Regions from separate parts of the Sus scrofa genome. Here regions 1 and 3 are each linked to region 2. The links are chromatin contacts, called in public Hi-C and HiChIP or PLAC-seq maps. All regions are on one chromosome and are shown on one strand. Each heading gives the region's core, a stretch centred on a gene start, on an enhancer-like site or on the middle of the called end of the contact. The rest is flanking DNA. Distances are from core to core; before and after follow the strand shown. Region 1 has its middle 310 kb from the start of KLF4. Region 2 holds the start of KLF4 (Kruppel like factor 4). Region 3 has its middle 290 kb from the start of KLF4.

Region 1 (3,308 bases), core at 387-2,886, 310 kb before region 2:
GCAGCAGTGTCTTTGAACCTATTGTAAGAGGATAGCTGTTCAGGCAGGTTAAATGCCTTGCCCGATGATGTCAGCACTTGTCTTTCCTATTCAGGGTCCATGCCGAGGGATTACTGGGGGATGGGCCTTCTCTGCTCAGGGAAAGACCCCTTCATTGTACAGATGCAACCGAGGAGGATGGAGCGGAACTGATTGGGCCCTTGTGTGGAGGCCTGGAATTCAGGCTGACTTGTTTCTGTCGTTTTCATATCCCCAGTGGCCCTCCTGGTGGCATGTGAAGGCCTTAAGTCAGTGTATAGTGAAGGAAGGAAGGGCTTTATCCAGCTGAGACTCAGAGGAAGGGCAAGGACATTGTTCCCCAGAATTGGGGACAGGGAAGGAGGCTGACCTTTCAGAACTGAAACACTGAATCAGGGAATATCTATCGGCTGAACTGAAAAGTTGAGCCACCACCGAAAAGTTGAAGTTCCTTGGGTGTCGTCAGTCATGCTCTGGCTCCGGGTAGGCTCCTTCCTTGAGCCTGGGGTACAGCTAAGCCTCTCGCTGGGAGTCACAAGGCTCTAGCTGTTAGGAGAGAAGGACGGTGGTGTTCAGGAGCCTGACAGCAACCGGCTGGGTCTCTCTTCAGGACAAGTCACCCAGTATTTCCTGCAGGCCCTTCGAGCTTTCTGGCTTCCCTGGTTCTCTGCCTGTCTGTGAGCAGGGCTTCCTGCCTTCCCTCCCATCATCCTTCCATCCTCTCTCCCTCTTTCGCCTTCACCACCTTGATCATGCAATGGCTGGTTACACAAAAGCCGCAAATTCCGAGCTATATGTAGCATAGAGTGGCTGCTTGTCCCAAAATACCACGTCGCTGACTACAGCAAACACAAATTACAAGCTTTATCTAATCACAGTTATGGGACCGGTCATTTTTGGTTTCCAAAAATGACTGCGAGCGGCGCGCTTCTGCAGCTGGTGGTGGCACCGGCAGGGGTTTCAGATCTCAAGTGCACACAGATGCACTGGGAGACGGGCATCCCAAGTGACCAGCTCATAAAGGGAAATAGGAGAGGGAGAAGGAAGCACAACTCACCAGATAAACCCTGCTGCTGGCAATCTCAGAAACACACTATTTAAAATCATCAAGTTGCATCACCATGGCACCAAAGGTTATCAGCACTCACCTCCCTGGCACACGATTTCCTGACATAAAATGTGACACCAGAGTCGCTCTTGACTGGCCGCACTAGGGACCAGAGGAAGTGAAGCTTGCTCAGAAATCACTGATTTCGTTTGGGGCTTGAATTTGTTTCTTTTCTTTACTAATCTTTTCACCAAGAGTAGATGGCCGTGGTATCGAGAAGACTGCTAGACTTGAGGTTTGGAACCTGGGTTGGCTGCTGACCATGACCTTGAGCATGTCAGCCCACTTCTCTGAGTGACCTTCTGCATCAAGTGAGGCTGATAACTCCACCCAGCAACCCGGCTGCCAGGAGGGAGGGTAAGATGAGGGTGCATGTAGAAGTGCCAGCCACATATTTAGCACAAATCAGCCTGGATGAAAGGGATTTGGCCCCTGGCTGGGAGCTGGATGCTCCTTGTGCATCATTTCATCGTCAGCATTTTGACTGCTTCTCACTCCCACACGTGTGGGCGGGCAACAGGCAGGAGAGGGCCCAGCTTCTCCCCTCCGCACCGTGATGAATTCGGCCTGTGACTCAAAGTGTCAAACACTATCACTCAAATTCAGCCAGTGTTCCACTGAGATTCCAGGGCACTCGCGTGCCCTCAGAAGGCACTCTCTGTGAGCTTTAAATAGCCCAGAGATGTGCTGAGCCACTCTCTCTCTCTTAAAGCATAAAAGCACTGAGGAAAATACAGCCCTACAGATATCTGCATTCCTCCACACGAGGCCACCATTTCCAGAGGATGTGTGCTCTTAAAATGAGCCCCTTTGGTGGCAGCAGCTGAGAGCTGACTTTCTAGGGCCAGCAGAGGGAAGAAGAAGGATGGACAATTCCCCCCAGGGCTGAAAGTAGTAACAGTGAAACAATGAACCTCCGAACTCAAACTGACTTTCACTTCCCTAAACTATAAATAAATCAGCTTTTTTTCCCCCCTTGACTTCAATTCCACATTAGTCCTTCTCATGAATGGATCCTTTAAGAAAAACAACTGGAATCTGAGCATCAAATTCCAGCTGGGCAATGCTGGAAAATCCAGCACCCCCCTCCCCACTCTGCAAAGAGAGAGTGTCGGATGAACCTTCAAGGCTCCTTTAAGCTCTACTGTTCTATTCAGCGGGGGCCAGTTCATCTTGGGAAGTGGGTTGCAATAGGATCTTACACAAAGGAACACAGTTATTTTGACCATTCCTGTTGCAAGCTAACTAATTCCCCCTCTTCCCTATAGAGGAGTAATCCAGTTTACTAGAGATCATTTCTCAGCCTCTACTGCACTGGAAAAGGGATCAAGCTGAGTCAATTGAAGCCCCAGCCACAGTGCTGAAGGTCATTGATTTCTGACTTTAAAGCAGAAACCCTGGAAGAGATCATACTAACAATAAAAACCAGAATTTGCAGGATCTCTACCATGCATTGCCCATTGTACTTGAGTATTTCATACCCCTTATTTCCTTTCACCCTCAGAGCATTCCTGTGATGTGGGTGTTTTTCTTACCATTTTATCAACAATGAAACTGAGATAGATAAAGTCGATGTTTATCTCTAAATCTCAGAAAACTTACCCAAAGTATTTCTCCCTGTCTTCTGACCACTAGGAAGCTCAAGGTTAAATTGGGTCAAATACAAGTGCACATGGGGGTTTTTAGTTGTCATTTCCAAGTCTATTTTTTCTAACCTCTGTTTTCTTGTTTTCTCCCCGCCCTCCTTATAACTTATTTCTACATTTTTCCTATAGTATAAAGCAACCTTAGGGGTTCCCTGGTGGCCTATCGATTAAGGATCCAGTGTTGTCACTGCTGTGGTGCGGGTTCGAGACCTGGCCTGGGAACTTCTGCATGATATGGGTGTAGCAAAAAAAAATTAATTAAAAATAAATAAAGCAACCTTAAATCTTTTATATAAGAGAGAGAGGTAAATAAATGGAAAAGCAACAGCCAGGCATCAGCAAAGCCAAGATGAGAACTCAGGTCCCAGGCACCTGGGCAACTGCCATCTCACATGTTCTCTGCTTCTGAAAGGGCTTGTTTGCCTGGAAAGGTGCATTTGCAAAAGTGAAAAGTCGATGGGAGGGTAAAAAAAAGACACCCACTCTGAAATTACCACAAGCTACTTGGGTTCTGCCTGAGGATGGGTTGGGAGGTG
Region 2 (3,447 bases), core at 441-2,940:
CTCTCAGCCATTGGCCAAAGCGGGGCTGGAGGAAGTCATCCTCAAGGGCTTCCAACCTTCCGGACCGAGAGGGATTCCTACAATTGGCAGAGAGGGCCGAATGGATTCGTCGGGGCGAGATACATTCCAAGAATGCTTCTGTGGTTGACGAGGAGCGGAAAAATCAGGGATAAGAAATATTCTGAGGAAACCTAATAGGTCGCAGGACTCAAACAGGTGACCACGACTTAAAAGTGCGAGGTAACTGGATCTCAGTGAGGGGTGAGCCCACACTCTGGTCAGTGCTAGGGCTTCGACCCTTTTCCCAGCGGCCAGGACCCACTGCATTAACCTTCAAGAGCGCTCCGCGGAGAGGGGAGTAGGGCGGAGGCCTGTGTGCGCCTGAATCCAACAAAAACACCTCGCAAGCCTACGTTTAGAAAGCGATACCTAACACCACACTCACGTTTTTTTAAAAAAAGCACTGCTTGCAGAGAAGATGAGAGCGAAAACATTTCCCGGCTGGAAAAGTACTGATCACAAACTAAGGGGAGGGGGGTGGGGAGGCAGAGTTATAAGACTGAAATAACGATCGCAGTTTCCTCTTCTCTTCCCGGTGGGCAGTGACAGCCGCCGCGGGCTCCGTGTGACCTTATCAGGAACCGGGGTTCCAATGCGTCGCTCCACTTTCTGGCATGGGGCCACTTTCCAGCCAAGTCCCTTCGGTGGGCTTGACCGCTCGAGACAAGGGAGCGAGTTGCCGGTTGACCTTTACCTCGCCACTTCACCTCTTTATGACTCAGTTTTCTCATCCATAAAATGGAAAGGACAGTGCGTGGCTTGCAAAATGCTTTGAGATTCCTGGTTGAAGGTATCTCCGCGCCTCACGCCCCTCTTCCCTCCCCCACCTCACGAAGTGAATTTTGAGACTTTCCCGTCCCTTCCTCTCTCCTTCAATAATATCAAAACCGTAGCTCCATTTCCCATTCTGGTCTTTTACAGCCTTTTCCAGGCGGAACACCCCTCCGGCCTTCTCAGGCTCCCAGTCTTCGCCTTGCCGTCCTGGGCTTCCATCTCGACCCCCTACCCGCGACCCGGCAAAAGTGCCAGCGAAGAGCCGTGTGACGCCAGGCCAAGGGCCCGCAATGGCACTCAGGGACTAGAGCCGGGCTCCTGCGTGCGTAAGAGAGGTACGAGCTCTGGATGAGTCACGCGGATAATCGCGCTCTTCTCTAGGGCGCAAAGTGCGCGGCGAGCGCTCACCCGGGCTGTGGTAGTGGCGTGTTACCGTCCCCCTTCGCCCCCAGCAGCCTTCTCGGCCGCAGGCTTCGAACCTGGGGAGCTGCCCGTGGCGACGCCGACTGTCCTGGTCGCGCGGCGACCGGACCTGCGCCCGGTATACCCAGCGCCTGAGCCACTGCGCCACCGCCGCCGGCGTCAGCGCGGCTCCTGCCCGCCAGCTGCTGGGCTGGCGTCACGGCCCGCCGTGCCCCGCCGCGCCCCTCCTTCCTCCCCGCCCCACGTGCGCCAAGTTTGTTTATTTAGCTGCTATGGCAACGCGCGGGGGGGGCCGCGCAAGGGAGGGGAGAAGAAAGGGAGGGGGCGGGGCCTGGCGGCGGGCCCCTGCGCACAGCGGGTAGGAGGCGGGGGGAGGGCGGGAGCCAAGAAGTTATAAGTAAGGAGCGCGCGGCGGCCGCCGGCAGTTCCCCGGCCGAGACAGCGAGCGCGGCTGCGGGCGCGCGGGGAGCAGAGGCGGTGGCGGGCGGCGGCGGCACCGGGAGCCGCCAAGTGCCCCTCCCCGCCCCTCCGGCCCCCACCCACCCACCCACCTGCCCGCGGCCAGCGCCCATGGCCGCGCGCGCCCCGCGCAGCCCCCCGGACTCCGCGCCCTGCGCCGCCGCCCAGTCCGCAGATCAGCGCCGCCGCAGCCAGTCTCACCTGGCGGCGCCGCCCGCCCGCCACCCCGGCCACAGCCCCAGCACCCAAGGCCATAGCCGCGGCGACCGCGACAGCGGTGGGGGACACTGCTGAGTCGAAGAGAGCGCAGCCCGGCCACCGGACCTACTTACTCGCCTTGCTGATTGTCTATTTTTACGAGTTTACAACTTTTCTAAGAACTTTTGTATACAAAGGAACTTTTTTTAAAGGCATCTCTTTTATATTTAATCCAAAGAAGAAGGATCTCTGGCAATTTGGGGTTTTGGGTTTTGGCTTCGTTTCTAAGTCTTTTCCCCCTCTTCGTTGACTGGGGTTCGGGTACCCCCGCTGCTTCGGACTTCGGAGGACCTCTGAGGCCCCACATTAATGAGGTAAGTGCGGCGTGGGGGTGGGGGAGTAGGGAGGAGTGAGGACCGGTGGGACCCGCCAGAGCGGCCGTCAAGAGTGGCCCCTGACTCAAGCCTCTGTGCTCCCCACCCGGCCCGCAGGCAGCCACCTGGCGAGTCTGACATGGCTGTCAGCGACGCACTGCTCCCGTCCTTCTCCACGTTCGCGTCCGGCCCGGCGGGAAGGGAGAAGACACTGCGTCCAGCAGGTGCCCCGAATAACGTGAGTGTTGTCACGGGCTGTCGGGAACCTCTAGTGGGCTTCTGTGGGTGGGGTGGGGACGGGCGGAGCCCCGGGGTCACCCAGAACCCCTCCGGACGAGGGGAGGGAGTAGCCACCGCACGGGCTCCGCAGCCTTCCCAGGATGGCTTCCGCGCTCTTGGCTCAGCTGTGCTTGCGTGTGGTCCGGACGGTGTGGAGCCGCCGGGGGCGCACACCGGGCCCGCACACGTCCCGGAGCACGCAAGCGGCAGGGCGGGCGCGCGAGCTACCGGGCGGGAGGTGTCTGTGTCCCCAGACACTGGCTGGGCGGGAGTGAGTTTGGCGCGTAGGCGTCCCCGTGGCGAGGGCGCACCGAGAGAGCTTCGGTGTCCTGATTCTTGGGGCGGCGGGAGCGTCCCCTGGATCTGGCGGGGGAGGGACCCAGGCTGGCGAGCCGCGGCGCGCGCTCACAATCCATGGGGCAGACACAACATAACATCCTCCATATACACGCACCGTTTCTCTTCAGACCCAGCCATGATTTCGACGCTGGCACTCTTAGTTCCCAGGCGCTTCCTGCCGGCCAGGTCCCCACGTCTAGGCGGTGTAGGCGCGGCCAGCCCACCACTACGTCGGGCGGCAGTTAGGGACTGCACTGACGGTATCTCTTGTCCTGTCCCGGCAGCGCTGGCGGGAGGAGCTCTCCCACATGAAGCAAAGACTTCCCCCGGTGCTTCCCGGCCGCCCCTACGACCTGGCGGCGGCGACCGTGGCCACCGACCTGGAGAGTGGCGGAGTCGGCGCGGCTTGCGGCAGTAGCAACCCGGCTCTTCTACCCCGGAGGGAGACGGAGGAGTTCAATGATCTCCTGGACCTGGACTTTATCCTCTCCAACTCACTGTCTCATCAGGAGTCAGTGGCCGCCACCGTGTCCTCGTCGGC
Region 3 (3,279 bases), core at 228-2,727, 290 kb before region 2:
TCTTTTGAATCACAGCCACTTCAGAAACAGCTTGAGGGAGTTCCCATCATGGCTCAGTGGTAACAAATCCGACTAGTATCCATCAGGACGTGGGTTGGATCCCTGGCCTCGCTCTGTGGGTTAGGGATCCAGTGTTGCCAAGAGCTGTGGTGTAGGTTGCAGATGAGGCCCAGATCCCACGTTGTTGCTGTGGCTGTGGCTAGGCCAGCAGCTGCAGCTCCAATTCCACCCCTGGCCTGGGAACTTCCATATGCCTCGAGTGCAGCCCTAAAAAAATAATAATAATAATTAAAAATTAAAACCAGCTTGGACAAGGACACTCTGCTCCTCCTTTGTCCTCCTGAAAGCAGGAAGTAAGCCTCCCCTGTGAAGGGGACCTGCCTTGTACCAGGAGGTAGCACATCCTCATCACCAGAGACAGGGAATTTAGGGCAGAGAAGGCTGTATAAACCCACCTTATTAATTCACACATTTCCTGTCCCAAGCCCAAACCCCTTTGTCTTGTCAATTCTTTACATATGTATTGTTTCTTTGTCTAAATGGTATCAAAGCCGCCTGCCTTGGTCACTTCTTTGAGTTTCATATTTTTATGGACTCCCATATGCATGTGAAGTTACATTTTTCCCCTGTTACTCTGTTTTATGTTGATGTAATTATCAGACCAGCCAAAGCACCTAGAAGGGAAGAGTTTGTAAGAAACAGATCTTAATAACTGTGCCATGCACAGCTTTCTTTCTCTAAGATCTCTGGAGGAAAAAAAAAAAAAAATGTCTGTTGCTGAGAGTCTTAAAAGAATGAGTCCTAGGAGAAGGTGCAGTGTTCTGGTTACTATTGTAACAAATTACTCCAACACTTAGTGGCTTAAAATAGCTGTTTTTGTGTACTTTCAGATTCTGTGGGTTGGGAACTTGGAAAGGGAGCAGGTTTGACTCTTTCCCCCAGTATCTGAACCCTCGGTTGGGAAAACCGAAAGACTGGAGGTGACTCAGCAGCGAGGGATTGGAATCAGCTGGAAGCGTCTTTACTCACACATCTGGCTGTCGGTAAGGACCCGGGGTGGTGCTGTGGGCCCGAGACTCTGCACGTGTCCTCTCCTTGTGACCTGGGCTTCCCCACAGCATGGCAGCCTCGGGTTTCTAAATATCAGCTCAGGACTCCAGAGGCAGATGTCCCAGCTTCAAACGCTCAAAGGTCCCAGCTCACTTCTCAGCCCTGATCTTTTATGATCTGGCCTCAGAAGTCATGCAGCATCACTTCTGCAGATTTCTGCTCTTTCCGAGCAAGGAAGGAGCCCTGCCCACATTCAAGGGGAGGAGAATGAGACTCCACCTTTGGATCCGAAAGTGACAAGGTTCTAGAAAAGAGTGTGGAATGGGAGTTGCCACCACTGTTGGAAAATATGATCAGTCCCAGGTAGCAATGGCTGTTTCTCCCGCAAGGCCTTCGCCTGCCCGTCTGTAGAATGTGGTAGCTACAGCTTGGATGCCTGCCCTTGGCCTTTCCAAGGGTCTGCTCCTCTCCAAGCCCAAGGCTGGGTCAGGTTCATCATTTCTTCATGATGTTCCCATTAAAAGGATTTTGCAAGCAGCTTGAGGGCCAAATCCATGACTTGTTCATCTGGAATCTCCCATCCACATGCTGCTTCTGGCACAGAACAAAGCCTGAAAATGTTTATTGAAGTGCGGTTATTAGGTTATTCAAATCTTATAGAATATAATAATTTTAATGAATGTTCATATAGGGCTTCTTAGGTGCCAGGTACTGCTCTAAGTGTTTTAGAGACGGTGACTCATTTAACCCTCTGAGGAGCTTTCGGGGGAGGGACCGGTATTATCCCAGTTTTACAGAGAAGGAAAACGATGTACAGGCAGGTTTAATGACTTGCCCAAGATCACTCAGCTCCCAAGAGGCCAGGCCAAGGTCTGAGCCCAGGAGCCTGGCTCCTAGAGCCTATATTCCCAGCCACTATGCTACACTGCCTCCTGGGGTGTGGTGCTCTGTCAAGTAAATGGGCTGTCGGGGGTCCAGCGGCGATTCTGCCACGTCCTTGAGTGCACGCAGCTTCCTGCCCCTTTCCCAGCATCCAAGCCTTCACCAGTAACACAGGGGCACTGGGCTAGATTTTTGGGGGCCTCCCAGGCCTTCTGTGTAGGCTCTGTCTTTATAGCTGGGCTAAGCCAAACGTTGACCCTTTTATGACACAAGCTTTTATGGCCCTCTGCAAAGAGCTTAATGAGGACTTTCAAAGGTTATTGAGGACCCAATGTCCTGGGCCTAACTAAAATCTGTACACCAGACTGCAGCATTCATCTCAAGTCATTTGCCCCAGAAACACAGGCGGAGTGGTGTCTGCTGCCAGAGGTGGTGGCAGCCTGAGCTGTGACAGTGAGCAGGAGATACCAGAGGGCCTGCCCAGCACAGCCCAGAACCAGGAATTGCTAGGGAACGGGGAGGCGAGGGTGATGCGAGAGCGCTGTGAGCCAGCATCGCCCCGGGATCTGGCTTTGAGGAAGGATCCTCATCCTGTGGTCCTGGCCAGCTAGAGACCATTTTCTGGGACCGCTCAGATCTCTGCAAGGGATTCCCTGGGGACCCAGTGTTCCAGTCCACGCTGCTGCTTCTTGACACCAAGTGCTTGCCCTGCCTGCACTCCTTGTCCAGCCAGAAGAGAGCAGGAGGGCCGATAACCCCAGAGTGATCTCTTGAACCCCTTTTCATTTCCATAATGCAAAGCCAGGCATCAGCGAGGACCCTGGCAGGATGGATAGACACGTTTCTCCCCTCCAGAGGGCCACGGGCAGGAGCTTTTCCACTTAAAAAAGGGACCCAAGGAGGGGTGCGAGGGGCCTGGCGCGTAGAGAAGCAACAGGCCAGGAAGAGGCTACAAATTGGATCCCTCCAGCCGGAGCTGCCAGCAGCTGGCTCTGGTGCCTGAACTGACTGCCCCATCAAAAGCCAGCACAGGGGAGAGTCAGTGAAAGGTAAATGCCTTCCATTTGTTCTGCTCTGTGGTGCTATTAGTAGCACACGGAAAGAATTTGGGTGTCAGATTTTTATCCCGAAAACCTCACTCAGATAACGGGGCATTTTGCTTCCATAGCAATCTGCTTCTGATAGGATTTCCCTTGTGTTTAGAAAGCTCTCCTGCATCAAGCCTCACCTAAGCACAGCTTCCATTTCCTTCCTCCCATTCTCCTTCATCCCTTCTCTCTCCTACCTTGACAACCAGGGCAGCTGCAGTTTCCCAAGCCCCCAGCCCCGCCCCGACCCTTGGCACTT

The links. Hi-C and Micro-C count contacts between places; a contact is called where the count stands out from the background. HiChIP or PLAC-seq counts read pairs in DNA pulled down with a chosen protein or histone mark.
Region 1: an H3K27ac HiChIP or PLAC-seq map of skeletal muscle shows a contact between it and region 2, with 7 times the contacts expected there. The contact joins the enhancer-like site here to the promoter of KLF4 in region 2. A contact is called at or near these places in 12 of 47 Hi-C or Micro-C datasets (adipose tissue, alveolar macrophages, embryonic fibroblasts and 7 more) and 2 of 2 datasets of contacts at active chromatin or transcription factors (alveolar macrophages and skeletal muscle).
Region 3: a Hi-C map of adipose tissue shows a contact between it and region 2, with 4 times the contacts expected there. The contact joins the enhancer-like site here to the promoter of KLF4 in region 2. A contact is called at or near these places in 5 of 47 Hi-C or Micro-C datasets (adipose tissue, embryonic fibroblasts, epiblast stem cells and 2 more) and 2 of 2 datasets of contacts at active chromatin or transcription factors (alveolar macrophages and skeletal muscle).

The regions. Positions count from the first base shown.
Region 1 is chr1:248,914,324-248,917,631 of Sscrofa11.1, reverse strand. No RefSeq gene overlaps it. Among named protein-coding and RNA genes, the nearest start is that of KLF4, 310 kb to the right of the region's middle. Within about 2 kb of position 1,636, at least 11 of the 83 cell types and tissues checked have an H3K27ac peak or open chromatin away from gene starts, as enhancers often do. A contact at or near this core is called in adipose tissue, retroperitoneal adipose tissue, skeletal muscle and 1 more, where this site is marked.
Region 2 is chr1:248,607,817-248,611,263 of Sscrofa11.1, reverse strand. KLF4 (Kruppel like factor 4) reads left to right here and starts at 1,690. Exons shown (of 5, transcript NM_001031782.2): 1 at 1,690-2,288; 2 at 2,406-2,526; 3 at 3,191-3,447. The coding sequence starts at 2,284.
Region 3 is chr1:248,896,864-248,900,142 of Sscrofa11.1, reverse strand. No RefSeq gene overlaps it. Among named protein-coding and RNA genes, the nearest start is that of KLF4, 290 kb to the right of the region's middle. Within about 2 kb of position 1,477, at least 11 of the 83 cell types and tissues checked have an H3K27ac peak or open chromatin away from gene starts, as enhancers often do. A contact at or near this core is called in adipose tissue, omental adipose tissue and retroperitoneal adipose tissue, where this site is marked.